Linked DNA regions of Mus musculus: region 1 is linked to region 2. The links are chromatin contacts, called in public promoter capture Hi-C maps. All regions are on one chromosome and are shown on one strand. The core of a region is the stretch at or near the end of the contact, and the rest is flanking DNA. Distances in the headings are between cores, read along the strand shown.

Evidence for each region. Promoter capture Hi-C pulls out the DNA fragments that hold promoters and counts their contacts.
Region 1: a contact with region 2 is called in a promoter capture Hi-C map of liver, with 4 times the contacts expected there. The contact joins the promoter of Ch25h here to the enhancer-like site in region 2. A contact is called at or near these places in 8 of 39 promoter capture datasets (the 3T3-L1 cell line, embryonic stem cells, epiblast stem cells and 4 more), 2 of 484 Hi-C or Micro-C datasets (bone marrow-derived macrophages and granulosa cells), 7 of 115 datasets of contacts at active chromatin or transcription factors (CD8 T cells, bone marrow-derived macrophages, effector CD8 T cells and 3 more) and 5 of 9 other capture datasets (adipose tissue, embryonic stem cells, liver and 2 more).

The regions. Positions count from the first base shown.
Region 1 is chr19:34,473,591-34,476,439 of GRCm38.p6, reverse strand. Ch25h (cholesterol 25-hydroxylase) reads left to right here and starts at 1,292. Exons shown (of 1, transcript NM_009890.2): 1 at 1,292-2,657. The coding sequence starts at 1,314. The coding sequence ends at 2,210.
Region 2 is chr19:34,311,242-34,314,020 of GRCm38.p6, reverse strand. The region is part of intron 2 of Fas (Fas (TNF receptor superfamily member 6)); the gene reads right to left. Among named protein-coding and RNA genes, the nearest start is that of Fas, 22 kb to the right of the region's middle. Within about 2 kb of position 1,455, at least 3 of the 459 cell types and tissues checked have an H3K27ac peak or open chromatin away from gene starts, as enhancers often do. A contact at or near this core is called in liver, where this site is marked.

The sequences.
Region 1 (2,849 bases), core at 43-2,542, 160 kb before region 2:
GCCTTAGATAGAGAGCTGTGAAGCCACAGTTATGGGGTACTTCCTGACAAATGTGGGAGCCAGTTCTTGATGAGTGTGAATCACAAGTAACAGTCTTGTGCAGGCAAAAGTTACAGTCCATCCCCTCCCCCTCCCCCCCCCCAGGGGGGACTGGCAGCAGGCTCCTAGAGCTACAATCCCTGTTTTCTTTGGAAAATAACACAAGAAACACAAGCTTGTATAAGACTATGTTAGCTTCCAGCAGAGAAAAGCAGCTGTAAAGACACAAATTCAAGAAGGAAACCCTGGGAGAATGGCCCCTGGCTTTCCTCTGGGATCTTCTGTGCCGTGTATCCGCTACCCGGGGCTGATTTCTGTGCTCCACTCTCTAGGGCACTCTCCTTGGATATAGTACTGACCTCCTGTGCTCAGTCCCTGGACGATCAGTCCCAGTGTCTGAAAGGGTATCCAGGAGTTGAGGAGTAGGGAACAACTGAGGGTTGGTAAAAGTCGGAGCCTGAGGGACCTCTAAGGAAATGGCAGGGGAGATGAGACATGTTCCGGGAGGCTATGAGATTGCTCAGATCTTCTTCTCCACTGGCCTTTGCGGTTTGGCCCAATCGAGTGAGCCTTTACGGGTGTTAAGCCTCCGTTCTCCAACCCAGAGCAAAGGCTGGCAGTGCTGCCCTCTTGACCGCTGTCTTGCAGGATCTGATCTCTGCTCTTGACACCGCGGGCTTTAAGGGCACCAGAGCGGGAGAGTCGTCCGCGCCAAAAGGCTGCGAGCCTGACTGCTCTTTTTTGGAGGATGCCAGGTTCCCTCTCCTACAGGACTCAATCCCTGTCTGCAACGGACCCAGTACCAGCACTGTGGCGTGAGGTACGCACACTCAGAGTCCCCCAAGGTGTAGAATAAGTCTTTAAACAGTCAAAAACAGATATTTTAAAACCCAGGGAATTCTGCTTTGGTTGAGAAACAGCGCCTTCTGAGAGCGAAGAACTCATTAGTTTTTAGCGGTGATGGCGGGTGAACTGTCCCAAGGCAGAATCGCTCTCTCCTGTGTCATTAGTACATCAGCTGAAAGGCAAGCAAACAGTTCTTTACGTCTGGGAAAGGGCTTTAAGGGCCGCTGCTTGCGTGAAGGGGAGATTTGATGCAGCTATAAACCAGGACATAGACAGGAACAAAATTCGGGTTATTTAAGCAAAATTCTTTAGCAGGGAAAGGGAGGTGGGAAGGAGACGGAAGGGTGACGTCACTGGGGGGAGTGGCCACAGTCTTAAGAAAAGTCGGCGGGGCTGGGGAGACCACAATTGTGGGACATAGTCTCAGCATGGGCTGCTACAACGGTTCGGAGCTCCAAGACCTGGGCTGTTCCAGCCAGCTGCTCCTGCAGCCCCTCTGGGACACCATAAGGACAAGGGAGGCGTTCACGCGCTCACCCATCTTCCCAGTCACCTTTTCTATCATCACTTACGTGGGCTTCTGCCTACCGTTCGTGGTGCTGGACGTCCTGTATCCCTGGGTCCCCATCCTGCGACGCTACAAGATCCACCCGGACTTCTCGCCTTCCGTAAAGCAGCTTCTGCCTTGCCTGGGGCTGACACTCTACCAGCACCTGGTGTTCGTGTTCCCGGTGACGCTGCTGCACTGGGTGCGCAGCCCGGCGCTCCTCCCCCAGGAGGCCCCTGAGCTCGTCCAGCTCCTAAGTCACGTCCTGATCTGCCTGCTGCTCTTCGACACCGAGATCTTCGCGTGGCACCTGCTGCACCATAAGGTGCCCTGGCTGTACCGCACCTTCCACAAGGTGCATCACCAGAACTCGTCCTCCTTCGCGCTGGCGACCCAATACATGAGCTTCTGGGAGCTGCTTTCGCTGACCTTCTTCGACGTGCTGAACGTCGCGGTGCTTCGGTGTCACCCACTCACCATCTTTACCTTTCACGTGATTAACATCTGGCTGTCGGTGGAGGACCACTCGGGCTATGACTTCCCGTGGTCCACTCACAGACTTGTGCCCTTTGGCTGGTACGGGGGCGTGGCTCACCACGACATGCATCACTCTCAGTTTAACTGCAATTTTGCTCCTTACTTCACACACTGGGACAAAATGCTGGGCACTCTGCGGTCCGCGCCCCTGCCAGAGAGCCTTTGCGCCTGCGGTGAGCGCTGCGTGAACTCCAGAGAGCGATGCGCTGTACACTTGATCCAGAAGAAGAAACAGACTTGAGTTACTTTATTAGAAGTTTGTAACTTTTAAAGTGATGCACACTGCTATAAAATCTAATGTTGTTTCTGCAGCCTGACAAAGTAATTTATATAATGTTTCTATGTGAATTTAATTGTGGTCTTGGTGTTAAATTTCAACTTATCCCAGTGTCATTGACTCCAGGACACAAGGTAGACATTCAGCGTGGTGTATTTGAATCATTATGATCTCTGAAATGATTTGTTTCTAGAACCAAGACTTTCCTATGTATGAAATCGCACTGGAACTGGGCTCTAACCTCACATGTTGAGAGAAGACCTGATTTCTGACTCTTTAAATAATCAAATTTGTTCCTGCTGGGCAGTGACCAAGGTTATAGTATATTTTTTCTACTTTTGAATGAAATGATATATTTATATTGAAAAAAGTTTTATTTGTATTTTAAAAATAAAAAGAACATGAACTAAACAAGCATTAGCTCCTGGTGGGCCTGATGAATTAAAAAAAAAACTAAAAAGGAAGTGTGTGTGTGTGTGTGTGTGTGTGTGTGTGTGTGTGTGTGTGTGTGTCTGTGGCTTCTCAGTGTTCTTTGAAGCATCTACCAGTCTTGCCATGGCAAGAGCAATTTGGTGTCAGGTATTGGGCAGGGGGGCTAGGGAG
Region 2 (2,779 bases), core at 206-2,705:
CAGGATATCTGAGGAGTCACAGTGAGATTTCAGTACTGACAGAGTAAGAGAAGCCAAAGGCCTCGTGCCACACCAATATGTCATTGGAACGAACTTTTGCAAAGAAAGAAATGTGGACAAGAGGGAATACTGTGGGATACATTGACACTACAGCTTCCACAAGAAGATTACCTCTCAGGCCCTGGAGGTTACAAGGGTGGAGGGTAGATATGAAGGAAGGGGGAAGGGAGAGGGAAGGATGGAGGGTAGATATGAAGGAAGGGGGAGGGGAGTGGGATGCATGATAGGAAATTCACAAAGAACCAATAGAAAGTTAAAAGAAAAAAAAAAAAGCCAGGAAGTCTTCAATAAAAAGCCAAACAATATTCTTATAAAAATAAGATAGTTAAGCTGGGTGGTGGTGGCTCATGCCTTTAATCAAGTCAGCCTGGTCTACAGATCCAGTTCCAGGACAGCCAGTGCTACCCAAATAAACCCTGTCTCAAAAGAAAAAAAATAGTAGGATAGTTAGCCACAGGAACATATGAGTAAAGGGTCAATTCAAGTGACCAGATGCACTTCTGTGAAAGGAAGGAGAGGCCAGATCATGGAGGTGGCTGTCCTTGGCCACTGAGATTACTGAATAAACTCACTGTGTTCTGATTCTCATTTTGTCTTTCAAAGTCCACAAAACCTGCTCATAGACAATGCAGTTTAAGAAAAAGAGCACTGGAAGTTTCTAGAAATATTGATCAAAATTGAAGTAGTTGTGAAATCTTTGATAGAGCACTTCATGTCTGTAAGCCCAAGTTTTTGTCACACAAATAATGAGGACTTCTCTGTCTTTATGGTCAGAGCCATGCCCAGGCCACAGAATAAATATTCACAGTTTTTCTTCTCTCCCCTTTCAGTTTCTTTTCCAGGAACACAGGACTTCTTTTGTAGACAAAAACAAACCTCTAATAAATTTTGTTTACTATTTGTTTGTTATTATCACGAACAATTTGAAATACACATTCATCTTTTGCTTTGATTTATTAAAGTAAGTCATTCTTTTTCTATGATTAAGCATTATAGAGCAATGCCTCCTGGAAAGGTCACATATTTCACAAGCGTTTACTAAATGCCTGTTTCGTGCTAAGGATGTTCTAGGAACTGAAGGAAATCCCACTAGAAGTAAGACAAGAGATTAGCCTCCAGGGCCTTCACCTTCTCAGGCAGAGATGCTAAGCATCAGCCGGTGCAGCCAGAAGCTAGGGTCAGTGAGTAATGGGCTCAGTGCAGCAAATGTACAGGGAAATGTAGCAAGATGCAGTAACTAGCAAATCTAGGCATTAACAGTGTAACTAACAATTAACTCTAGCCAGGAATACAAATGACAAACGCAGTCAAATCTGCTCCACATGGACACAGCAGCAAATGGAATCTATGCTGTGTTTCCTAGGGCACGGCTTGGTGAATTACCTCATAGGATTCCTGCTGACGAAGCACAATTATTTACTTGATAAGTCAATGAGTAAAGTGAAAATATGGGTGACCTTTTGTAACCTTTTAGTAAACAGAAGCAAGTCTGCTTTTAAAAAGTAAAGCAAGAGAGTCTGGAGCAAATTAAAATAGCGCCTCAGAGCCAGACAGCCCCACAGTAGTGCTTTGCAGGGGGAGCAGAACAGAGGAGGCACTGCGCTTCCTGCAGGTGGCACAGCACTGCTGTTTAAGGGAACTGAAATATCTCATGAGCTAGGTAGTAGAGCATGCTTAGCTTTATATGGATACAATTAGCCTCAGATTCTTTCCTCTAAAGTGCACAATCTAAATTTACAAAAATACAAAAAAATAAATGGTTATTTCCTTGAACATAAGGTTTCTAAATGTATCATTTTCTGATAGTAACACACACATATTTATTGCAGAAAATTTGGAAAAGCTAGGAAAATGTTAAAAGCTCCTACATAGCAACTGCCTTGATATATTTATGGTCTAATTTTGTTGCATTTCTATGTATACAAATAAACCAAAATATATCATATATATATATATATATATATATATATACACACACACACATATACATGCATAATACATGTTTAGAAGCACCAGATAAGTGTGTGTGTATATACATACATACATATATAGAAGTAACAGATAAGTGTGTATATATACATACATGTATAGAAGCAACAGATAAGTGTGTATGTCTTACATACACAATACATACACATATAGAAGCAACAAATAAGTATGTATATATGTGTGTATATAATATAAAAAATGCACTGTTGGATTCATCCTACTGGATATCAAGATGTGATAAAGGCTTTTCAAGTATTAAATTTTTATTTATTTTTTAAAGTTTTGTATTTGTATACAGTGCATCTTAATCAGAAACATCATAAATGGGACCTCATGAAACTGAAAAGTTTCTGTAAGGCAAAGGACACTGTCAATTAGACAAAGCAGCAACTTACAGAATAGGAAAATATTTTTACCAACTCCACATCAGATAGAAGTCTAATATCCAAAACATATAAAGAAGTTAAGAAACCATATATATATATATATCTCCAAGTAATCCAATTTCAAATGGGACACAGATCTAAACAGAGAATTATCAACACAGGAATCTCAAATGGTTGAGAAACACTTAAGTAAATGTTTACCATTCTTAGCCATCAGGGGAATACAAATTAAAACTACTTTGCGATTCCATCTTACATCCGTCAGAATGGCTAAGATCAACAACACAAGTGAGAGCTCATGCTGGTGAGATGAGGAGCAAGAACACTTTTCCATTGCTGGCGGA